Regions from separate parts of the Ovis aries genome. Here region 2 is linked to region 1. The links are chromatin contacts, called in public Hi-C maps. All regions are on one chromosome and are shown on one strand. Each heading gives the region's core, a stretch centred on a gene start, on an enhancer-like site or on the middle of the called end of the contact. The rest is flanking DNA. Distances are from core to core; before and after follow the strand shown. Region 1 holds the start of CTBP1 (C-terminal binding protein 1). Region 2 holds the start of FGFRL1 (fibroblast growth factor receptor like 1).

Region 1 (5,340 bases), core at 2,252-4,751:
CTCCCTTCCAGCAGCTCATCGAAGTTTCCAGGCCCCGCTTCAGCGGACCATGCGGTGATGCTGAGGTGGTACGGACCAAGACACCTGAAGCCTGGGATGCAGCGACGGGCCCGGGGGGAGGCGCTGGCCTTGGAAGGTTGCTCAGGCAGTGGGAGCGAGGAAGCGAGGTCCCTCCCGGTTGGTTCCAGTGTGAAGGGGCCCGGGAGGGAGTGTGGCCCCCACACACGGCCGGTGCCAGTGCTTACGTTCAATTCAGGGTCGTGGACGTGGCATGTCCACGCCGACCACGAGACCCACCTGGGCCTCACGATCACAGCTCTGGGGACACGCGGTGGGGAGCCTGGGGCTTTGGGGCCGGAGCCCCGGTGCAAGGAGGGGTGCTCGGGACAGAGGGCGGGGGCAGGAGCGCACTCCTGGGCGCAGGACACGTGGGGGGACACGCGCCCGTCTCAGCTGGACCTGGCCCCTGGCGCTGGGGCTGCAGCACGGAACCCTGGCGGAAGGGCCCCTCCTGCGGGAGTTCAAAGTCTACTCCGGCTGTGGGAGCCTCTGCTCTCTGCCGCCCTCTCCCCACTGCATGTCCGGGGCTGCGGTTTCTCCCCCACTGACCTGCTGGCCCTCCAGCTTCCGGTGGAGGTAGACGGCCGCCTGACCCCGGGGTCCCAGCCCCAAGTCCTCCAGGACCCGCCACCTGCAGCCACGGCCAGCCTCTCCCGCTGCTCTGGACTTCTCCTGGAGGGCCGGGAGGTGCCCCTGCCCTGTGCACTGCCCCTCCTGTCCAGGAGCAGGAGCCAGACCCAGGCGCCTGCCCTTGCAAGCCACGGTTTCCTGCCTCTCCCAGCCGTGCCCTGCCTCCTTTTCTGCACTGCCTTCCCAAGATCCCTGCGGGGCTGCCCCTTCCCTGCCTCAGACGCCATACCTGCTCCCTCCTCCCACTTGCCACAACCCTCTGCACAGCCGTTTCTGCTGCCTGCCCGCGCCCAAGCAGACCCTCAGGCACACTGACCTCAGTGGTGGTGAAAGTGGGGAGCGGCCCGTGTGCCCTGATGCCAGCGAGGGCAGCCAGAGCCACTCCTGTTCAGCCAGAAGCTTCTGAGGCTGCCTTTCAGGCCTGCCGGGGACACAGCTTTCCTGGGGGGCGCCCATGATGTGCCTGCTGAGCCCAGGGAGAGTGGATGGCCCACAGCAGTGATGGACACGGGACACATGGCTGGTGTCCACGCTGCCCACTGTTTTAGAAATTATGCAGGATCTGAACAACATTCAGAGTGACTCAGAGACAGGACCTTTTCTTGTTCACAGAAAGTAAAATATTAACTTTTGGCATTAGAAAAATTCTAGCATTCCTTAAGAAGCCCGGACTGCAGGGGCAGCCCCTCTGGAGACCTGGTGGGGGGATCTGGTCTCTTCCCGAAAGAACCAACACATTCTAGTCTCCTTGGGCCCATCTCTGCAGAGGGCTCAGTTAGGGAGGCAGAGCTGAAGCCCCAGGACGTACTCTGGGTACACACGCAGACCCAGCTGAAGGGCTGGGGCTCCTCCCGGGCCCCCCTTCCAGGGGGTGAGTCCTCCCGGGACGGGGCTTCACCAGGAGGTGCCAGCAGAGCTGGCCGGGTGGGTGGGTGCTCTGTCCTAGGTCCAGGCTTGCCCTGTGCTGTGGGGAGACAGGGGTGAGCTTCTCCCGGCCTCCTTGCCCGCCACCCTGGCCTTGGTCTGCAGGGCAGTTCTCTGCAGGCGATTCCGGGTCCTTAGGGCCATGCTCGAAGGTAGGGAGGGGTCAGGGGTGTTGGCGCATCAGAGGCGGGAGCCTGCAGCCTGGGTGCCCTGGACTGGTCCTGAGGATGCAGGGAATACGTGTGGGACAGGCATGTGTGGAGGGCTGGTCAGTTCCTCCCACGCCTCCATCCAGCGGTCTCCCACCTCGAATGCAGAAGGGCAGGGGTGCAGACACCCTGTCCTCAGGGCACTCACAGGGCAGCGGGAAGGAGGCTCAGACAAAGCTGAGTTCGACAGCAGGCATGGGGCATGGAGGAGAAACCGACCTCGGGAAGCGGGGAACCGGAAGGCATCAGAAACAGCAGATGCGGCAGTGGGGAGGAGGACGCCAGGATGAAGCACGAGGCAGGCGCGGAAGGAAGGCTGGGAGAGAGGCAGGGGGCGGCCGGGGCTCTCTGACCCACCCCGTGCGATGAGAAGCTGGCAGGGCTCTGAGCAGGGTATGGCGGAATCCGATTTCCGTTCTCACGCTCACTGCGCAGCTTGCTGGGCTGGAGAGGGGCAGGTGACCTTGGGCTGGGGCCCGGGTAGGGAAGGAGAACCCTGGTCTCGGACAGCAGGGGCTGGAGGAGTCGCCTCAGGGGCCCCATCCTGTTAACTGAGAGAGCCAGAGGGGTGTGCGGGCCAGACACGTGCCCAGGTCTGGGGGTCCGGGCTTTCCCTTGTGAGTGGTTTTGTCTGTGTTCAGGAAAGTTCTCTGAGACTTGCTGAATGTTCATTTAACCCTGTTTTCTCATTTCCCCTAAATGTTCTAATTAACCCAATTTGGGAGGTAATCTCACAGGTGAGTACCAAGCACGAATTTAAAAGCATCTGTTCTGTGGCTAGATGCCCAGTTCCCCTATCGACGCTTATCAAACCCACCCACCCTTTCTCACTGGCTTGTGGATGTGCAGGATGTGGAGGCCAGCTGCGCTCAGCACGGTTCCTCGCGTTTCACCAGCCAACTGCTGTCCTGCTCAGCGTGCTTTTCACCTGTGAAGACAGGGGCACTGCCCGTCTTCAAGGCCACCTGCCAGCATTCCCACTGCCAGGACACCCCTGCTCTAGACATCACGGTCTCCCAGGGTCAGCCTCCGTCCTTGCCCATGACCGGAGCACCTTGACCTTGGGGCCTGGCGACCTCCCACCCTGGAGAGCCCTCCTGACCCTCGAGTGCCAGGACCCCTCGGGAGTTCTGGAACGAAGCACAGGTCGCTCGCTGGGGCTGGGGGTGGGGTGGGGGAGGTCGGATTTACACCGACTTCGGCCACATACCTGGCCGCTTCCCAGGGACCACTTCCACCGCCCCGGTTCCGGGGGAGCTGCCCCGCCCAGGCCTGTGCCCTCCTCGGTCCCCGGATCTCAAGCACAAGGGCCGGTTATCTCAGAGGAACCTCCGGGGGCGGCGCCGCTGCCTCCCCCGACCTCGTGGCCCCAAGGAGCCCAAAGGACCCTTAAAACCCGGGGTCGCAGACGCCGCTCGCTCGGCGGCCGGCGCGTGGGTGCGGGGATGGGAGCACGCGGGAAGGTGCACGAGGGGCTCAGCGGGCTCCAGGCCGGGGGGCCGCGGCGAGAGCGCGCGCGGGGCCCGCGGGGCGCCCGGCAGGTGCGGCCGGCGGGGCGGGGCGGGGCGCCGGGCCCGGGGGGCGGGCGGGGCGGGCGGGCGCGGCCTGCAGCCGCCCGCGTGGTCTGCGCGGCGCCCGCTCCTGGAAACAGGAGGCCGCCGCGCCGGAAGCCCCGCCCGCGCGCGCGCCCTGTCCCCGCCCGGTGGAGCGGCTGCTGGCGCGGCGCGGCGGCTCGGCACGGCGGCGCCCGGGCGCAGGCAAGCGGGCGGAGCGGCGGACGGCGCCCAGGCCGCGCCACGCGCCGGGCTCGCGGCGGAGCGCGCCGGACTGGTCGGGGCCCGCGGCCGCCCGCACCTTTCCATGGGCAGCTCGCACTTGCTCAACAAGGGCCTGCCGCTCGGTAAGGCCGCGCGCGCGCATTTCCGGCCGCGGGGGCGGGGCGGGGCGGGGCCGCGGGGGCGGGCGGGGCGGGCGCGGGCGCCGGCTTTGTGTGCGAGTGCGCGTGCGCGCCGGCGTCCGCGCGCCGGGGGCCGGGGCCGCGGGGGGCGCCGTGCGCATGCGCGGGCTGCTGCGTGCGCGCCGGCGCCCGGGGGGCGGGGCCGGGGTCAGGGCCGCGGGGGCCGCCGCGCGCGTGCGCGGGCTGCTGTGCGCGAGTGCGCGTGCGCCGCCGCCCCGCCCGCCCGCCCGCCCGCGCAGGTGACACAAAGGGGTGCGGGGCCCTGAGGACCGTGGCGGCCGGGACTCCGCGCCCGAGGCGGGGGCCCTGCCGGCCTGTCCGCCCTGCGGTCCCGGCTGGCGGGGCTCCTGCCGGCGGGGCCCCGCAGGGAGGCCGGGCGCGCCGGCGGCCCCGAGTCCTCTGGGGCTGGGCCTTCCGGGGCTTTGCGCCCCCGTGCACTGCGGCCCCGCTGTGGAAACGTCTGACGGGGCGCGGCGGCGGGGGTGACACCCGGCCCGGGCCCGTGTCCGCCCGAGCGGCCGGACGGTTGTGGCCGCGTCCGTCTCACCCCGTCCCCTCCTTGCTCTGTCAAGTGTGGGGAGCAGGCGCACTCCGTGCCCGGGCGGCGCCCCGAGCCTGCGGCCGGGGGCGGCCCGCGGTGGGGCTTTGCTGGCCGCCGCGCGCCGCCGCCGTCGGGCCGGGCCGTGTCCACCTGTCACTGCCCCCGAGCAGGCCCAGCTCCCCCGGCCGGGCCCCCCTCGCGCTGGGGGCGCGTCCGGGCCCCGGGCTCCGAGGTCTGTGGACGCAGGAGCGGCCGTGGGTCCGGGCGGGGCTCCCTCTGGCCGGTGCCTGCCTGCCGCGGAGGGTCCCCCCCCACCCCCGGCCCTGGGCTTGCCGGGAGGGCGGCCTGTGGCGGGCAGCCTCCTTTCCGGTGATGCTCTTCTCTGTGGTTGGTTAGGACAGGCTCGCTGTTGGGGCGTGCGATGGGATTGGTTTTCTTCCGAGCCCGCCCCGAGGAGTGATACCACCCCTCCCGTTTGTCTGGATGACTGGACAGTTGGGTCGCACATGAGGGGTCCAGAGTGGGGTCTGCAGGTCTTACCCCGCGGGGGCACCTTCTCCCTCTCCAGGATCCCCCCACCCAAGTCTCAAATGTATGTACGCAGAGGCAGACAGACACTCAGGAGAAAGCTCGTCTCCAGCAGTGTGGACGGGCGGGTGCCCTGTGGGTTAGCGTCTCCTGTCCATTCTTGCACGGGGCGGCATCCCTGAGCCTCTGGACGAGTGGCCGCAGCAGGCAAGAGCGCAGGCCTGGCGCTCAGGGAGCCCAGGCTGAGCCCCTGCCTGGTGCATGGTCGTGGCCTTGTGCTCTCTGCGCTGTGGCTGTAGAGGGGCTGGAGCGTTAGAAGTGGGGCCACGTGACGGAGCGGGTGCCACCTGTCAGGTGGAGGGGCAGGGCGGGGGATGGGGAGGGTGCTAGGCCCTGGAGGTAGGGGGCAAGGCTCAGGACCGGGGTCCCTGTGCAGACTGTCCCTCCGGAAGGCAGGAGGGTGGCGTGCAGGGCCGCGGTTTGTTTCACAG
Region 2 (5,118 bases), core at 787-3,286, 150 kb after region 1:
CATGAGGCCCACCTGGGCCGCCGCCCGCCACCCCACACCCGAATGCAGCCATATAAGGCCAGCCTGGGCTCGGTGCGCCTGCGGGACAGCGGCGGGGGCGGGGTGCGACGCCTCAGAGGACTGGTGGACAGGGCAAGGGCGATCCTGAGTGGTCAACACCCCCACAGGGCTGGCCTGGCCGCAGGTCCCGCCTCGCTGAAGGAGGCCAGCGCGGAACATGGCGGTGGGAGGCCACGGGCACGCATCACCCATCGCCCATCAGCCAAGGACGCCCCTTGCTGGGGCAGGGCTCCCTCCAGGGGTATCTAAGGCCGCCCTCTTGCACAGAAAGTGTGTCAGCCCGTGTCCAGGCCCCCCTGTGGCACACACGCCACGCTGAGGGACGCACTGTGTGCCTGAACGAGGTGGCCTCAGCGTCTGCTTTAAGACAGGCCCCAACTCCCCACCCCGTGTGCTGGGTCCTCAGTCCCCTGGCCCCAACCTTGCACCTTCTTGGAGACGGGCAGGCCTAGCGCACTGGTCTGGGTCGTTAGGCCCACATGCTAAGAAGGTCCCCACTGTCCCCACACCCGGCGCTGGCCACCAGGGGGTTTCTGTAGGTTGTCAGGGGCCTAACTGGGTCCACTGTGGCCAAACTGCCCACTGCCCAGGAATCCTCCACCAGCGGCTGCCCTCAACTGCAGCGGTGGGTGGATGTGTGTGCTCTGAGGGGAACTGGGGCCAGAGCCCAACCTGCCAGCCAGTGTGGGACCCCGTGCCAGAGCTGGGGGAGCCTGCGCAGTGAGACCACCCCGTGGGTGATCTGGGGGACCTCATGGCGAGAGGGGAGGCCCCGCAGACAGCTGAGGAGCCCTCGGGTGTGGGGCCGACGCGGGAGCTGCCCTGGCCCGTGGGTGAGCCGGGGGCCCAGTGGGTGAGGGGCCGGGCTGCGCGCGGCCAGCAGGGGCGGGGCGCAGGCACGCGCGCCAGGCGGGCACTGTGGCAGAGTTCAGGGCCGGAGGGAAAGGGGCGGCGCTGGCGGAGGCCGGGGCGCCGGGCTGGGCGCCAGCACTCACCTCGGGCGGCGGCGGCCGGCGGGAGGGCCCCCAGCAGCAGGAGCAGCAGCGGCAGCACCGACGCGGGGCTCGGCGTCATCTCGGCCAGTGCGGACCTGGGGGGGATTCAGAGGCTGGTCATCTACGTGCGGGTGGGGGGGCGGGTTTTCCGCCCCGCTCCCCCTCCTCCGGGCCGAGGGCCCCGGAGCAGCCAGCACCCCGGCCCTGGACCGAGGGGGACCGAGGTGCGGGCCGCCCCGCCTTCCCTGGCGCGCTCCGGGCGGAGGAAGCGGCGGCGGGGGAACCGTGGGTATCAAAGGCAGACAAAGGGTTTACACTAATTACCGACCTCCCCCGCCCCCCCTCCAAACACCGTCTGGATTCCTGGCGCTTGTAACTCGGGCCCTGCCCGCGGGACACACAACACCGGCGGCCCCGCAGATAATCGCCTGCGCCATTAGCGGACAAATTTGCGTTGGGGGGGCCCACGTGGGGTGCAGGGGCGGGGGCGGGGCGCGGGCAGGACCTCGGGCCGGGCGGGAGCCGCGGCGGCGCGTGCCGGTGCCTGCGGCCCCTCGCCGCGGAGCGGGGACCCGGACGCTCGGCCCCCGCCGCCCCCTCCCGCGGCCCCGGCCCCCGACCCTCCGGAATCGGCCCTCCCAGTCTGCCCCGGGAATCGGAGGCGCGCGAAGGGGCTCACCTCGGCGGGGCTCGCGGGCGGCGGGGCTCAGGGCCGGGCCCGCGGGGCGCGCTGCGCGGTCATTGCCGCCCCGGGCGCCGCACCCCGCCGCCCCGCGCCCCCGGGCCCGGCCTCGGGACGGGGCGGCGCTACCTGCGCGCGGGCGGCTCGGGCTGGGGCCGGGGCGGGGATCGGGGGCCGGGGTCGGGGCGGGGGGCGAGGAGGGTGGCGAGGGCGGTCCGCGGGCCGGGGCCGCGATCCCGGGGCGGCAGGGCGAGGGGCCCGGGGCGCCACGCCGCGAGGCGTCCTTCCCTGCGGGGCTTTGTCAACTCTCCCGGAGCGAGCGCCGAGCCCGCCGCGCGCCCCGCCCCGACACAACTTCCCGCCAATCGGCGCGCCGCAGCCCCCGCGCCCCGCCCCGCGCTCCGCCCCCGAGCCCCGCCCCGAGCCCCGCCCCGCGCTCGAACTTCCCGCCAATCGGCGCGTCCTGGCCGCAGCGCCCCGCCCCGCGCCCCGCCCCCGCCCCCCCGCCTCGCGCCCGAACTTTCCGCCAATCGGCGAGCGCGCCCGCCCTGCCGCCGCCCGGCTCGCGGCCTTAACCCTAGCAGTACGGGACGCCCGCGGGGGGCGGCTCCCGGGGCGCGGCCCCGCCCCCGCCCGCCCGCCTCGCCCCCGCAGGGCCCTGGCCCCGCCCCCAGCTTGTTTCCAGCCGCTGGCGGCCGGGCCAGCACACCGCGCCCCCACGCAGCCCCGGCCCAGCCTCGCCTCGCGCACCTCCAGGTCCCGCGCCGTCCACCTCGCACCTGCACCCGTTGGCGCCTGCATCCGAGTCCCCAGCCTCAGGCCAACAGCTCTCCGCGCGCCTCTAGAGTCGTCCCTGATCGAGCTCCAGCTGGGCAGTCAGAGTCCCGACATCTGAGCCCCCCGGTGGTCGTCGGGAACGGAGGGGAGATCCAAGACCCCGCTCTGACCCCAGGCGACTCCAGGGAGGGCCAAGTCGGGCATGACGTGGGGTGCAGAGATCCCGCCCTGGCGCCTCGGCTCATAGATCCGCTTGCCGGAGAGCAGATGTGTTCCCGCCGCCCACCTGGCGGTTTGCGGCCTCCTGTCCGCTAGCGATGGGGTGCGCGTGCCCTCAGTCGTGTCCGATTCTGGACTGTAGCCCGCCAGACGTCTCTGTCCATGGGATTTCCCAGGCAAGGGGTCTGGAGTGTGTTGCCCTTCATACTCCAGGGGATCTTCCCCACCTAGGGATCAAACCTGCCTCTCTTAGGTCTCCTGCGTTGGCAGGTGGATTCTTTACCGCTAGCACCAGGCGGGAAGCCCAGTGATGCTAACAGAAGGGTATTAATAACTCAGCACCGCCTTTAATCCTCATAATCAGTCAGACGTCTCGCTGTCACTTGTGCAGGCACGGCGAAAGCAGGTAATTCACCCAGGATTGCCCAGGAGCTTGAGATGCCCAGGACTGGAGCCACGCACTGGAGAGAGCCCCCGGCCTGTGTCTCTCTCCACCTTGCCCTCTGCCCTTCCCTTGGCTATTCAGCAACCAGCATCCACTGGCCCCCATGACTGCCCTCCTTCCGTCCGTCACCTGACCGCACCCCAAGCTCACTGGCCTGAATCAGTGGGCCCGTCTCCCCTGGGTTTCCCTTCACTGTCTCTTCACTGACATTGTGAATCATTTTCTAAAAACATTTAAAATTTATTAATTTCCTTTTTGGCTGTGCTGGGTCTTCGTTGCTGTGAGAGGGCTTTCTCTAGCTGAGGCTAGTGGGGGCTACTCTTCTGGTGGCGTGCAGGCTTCCTGTGGCGGCTTCTCTTGTTGGGAGCACAGGCCCTAGGTGTGCAGGCTTCAGTACTGGCGGCACGTGGGCTCAGTACTGGCGGCACGTGGGCTCAGTACTGGCGGCACGTGGGCTTAGTTGCTCCGGAGCATTCGGGATCTTCCCAGATCAGTGGTCGAATCCATGCACCCTGCACTGGCAGGCAGATTCTCAACCAGCGGACTCCAGGGAAGCCCCAGACTCATCACTTAAAAACACAACCCTGATGCATCTCTGGCTCCCTCAACACAAACCCCACCGCCCCTGGGCCCTGGGTGCCTGGGCCCTGCCCAGTTCCCACCTCGACTCCCCTGTAGCACTCCCTGCAGCCCCTCTGGACCTCTGCTCCTGCTATTCCTCTGAGAACACTTTCTGGAACAAGCTCTCTCCTCTTAGGGTTCCCTCTTCCAGGAAGCCTTCCAGGGAAAGCTGAAACTGGAGAGGTCTTACAGGTCAGCATCCCCAGGGCAGAGGAGCGCTGGATTGGGGCTGTGAGCCATCAGGGTTTCAGTCCCTGGAGACCCAGGCTGCCCACTCCTTCCAAGCCAGCGATAGGCGGTTCCTCAATGCTGTTTCTGGGCCAGTAGGGCGCCCACCTCGTGGGTGGGTGGTGGTGAGCTGGGTGCTCACCATCCTGCCTGCACGCTGAGTGGAGGCCCAGACGCAGACCCGAGTAGCCCTCCTGCAAAGGCCCATCTAGTCAAAGCTATGGTTTTTCCAGTGGTCATGTATGGATGTGAGAGTTGAGCCATAAAGAAAGCTGATCACCGAAGAATTGATGCTTTTGAACTGTGGTGTTGGAGAAGACCTCTTGAGAGTCCCTTGGACTGCAAGGAGATCCAACCAGTCCATCCTAAAGGAGATCAGTCCTGAGTATTCATTGGAAGGACTGATGCTGAAGTTGAAACTCCAATACTTTGGCCACCTGATGTGAAGAATTAACTCACTGGAAAAGGCCCTCATGCTGGGAAAGATTGAAGGTGGGAGGAGAGGGGGACGACAGGATGAGATGGTTGGATGGCATCACCAACTCAATGGATATGAGTTTGGGTCAACTCCGGGAGTTGGAGATGGACAGGGAGGCCTGGCGTGCTGCAGTCCATGGAGTCCACGGGCTCACAGAGCTTCGGACACGACCGAGAGAGGACGCGACCGAGAGAGACTAAACAGCTGAACTGGGAGTCAGGCTCGGCAGCAGTGGGCAGGAAGCCAGGAGCGGCCGTTCAGCGCCTACCTGAGGTGGGTCGCAGACAGGAGCCCTGGGACAAAGGGGGCAGGTGGGCTCTGGGGGCGCCGCGCAGGGCCGCGGGGGCAGGTTTGCGGGGAGACGTCACCGGGCGAGCAGAGCTGACACAGGTGGGCGGCTGCCTGCAGCAGCTGTGGGGAGGTGGGTGTCGGAAGCAGGAAGTGGCCGAGGCGGCCCCGTGCGGAGAGGGGATGAGGTGGGCGGGTCGGAGGGGAGTGGGGTCTCGCCGGGGGAGCGGCCGCTGGTGCGGGCGAGGGTCCGGCCGGGCGAGGCTTCTGCACGGGGAGGCGCTGCCCCCTGGCGGAGGCTCGGGGCGCGGCGGGCCGCGAGGTC

Evidence for each region. Hi-C and Micro-C count contacts between places; a contact is called where the count stands out from the background.
Region 2: a Hi-C map of liver shows a contact between it and region 1, with 2.3 times the contacts expected there. The contact joins the promoter of FGFRL1 here to the promoter of CTBP1 in region 1. A contact is called at or near these places in 2 of 16 Hi-C or Micro-C datasets (blood and liver).

The regions. Positions count from the first base shown.
Region 1 is chr6:117,889,462-117,894,801 of ARS-UI_Ramb_v3.0, forward strand. It overlaps CTBP1 (C-terminal binding protein 1), which reads left to right and starts at 3,502. Exons shown (of 10, transcript XM_027971335.3): 1 at 3,502-3,723.
Region 2 is chr6:118,038,971-118,044,088 of ARS-UI_Ramb_v3.0, forward strand. FGFRL1 (fibroblast growth factor receptor like 1) reads right to left here and starts at 2,037. Exons shown (of 7, transcript XM_060417713.1): 1 at 1,735-2,037; 2 at 1,056-1,150. The coding sequence starts at 1,134. It overlaps LOC114115366 (a long non-coding RNA gene), which reads left to right and starts at 1,046. Exons shown (of 2, transcript XR_003589750.3): 1 at 1,046-1,142; 2 at 3,125-3,432.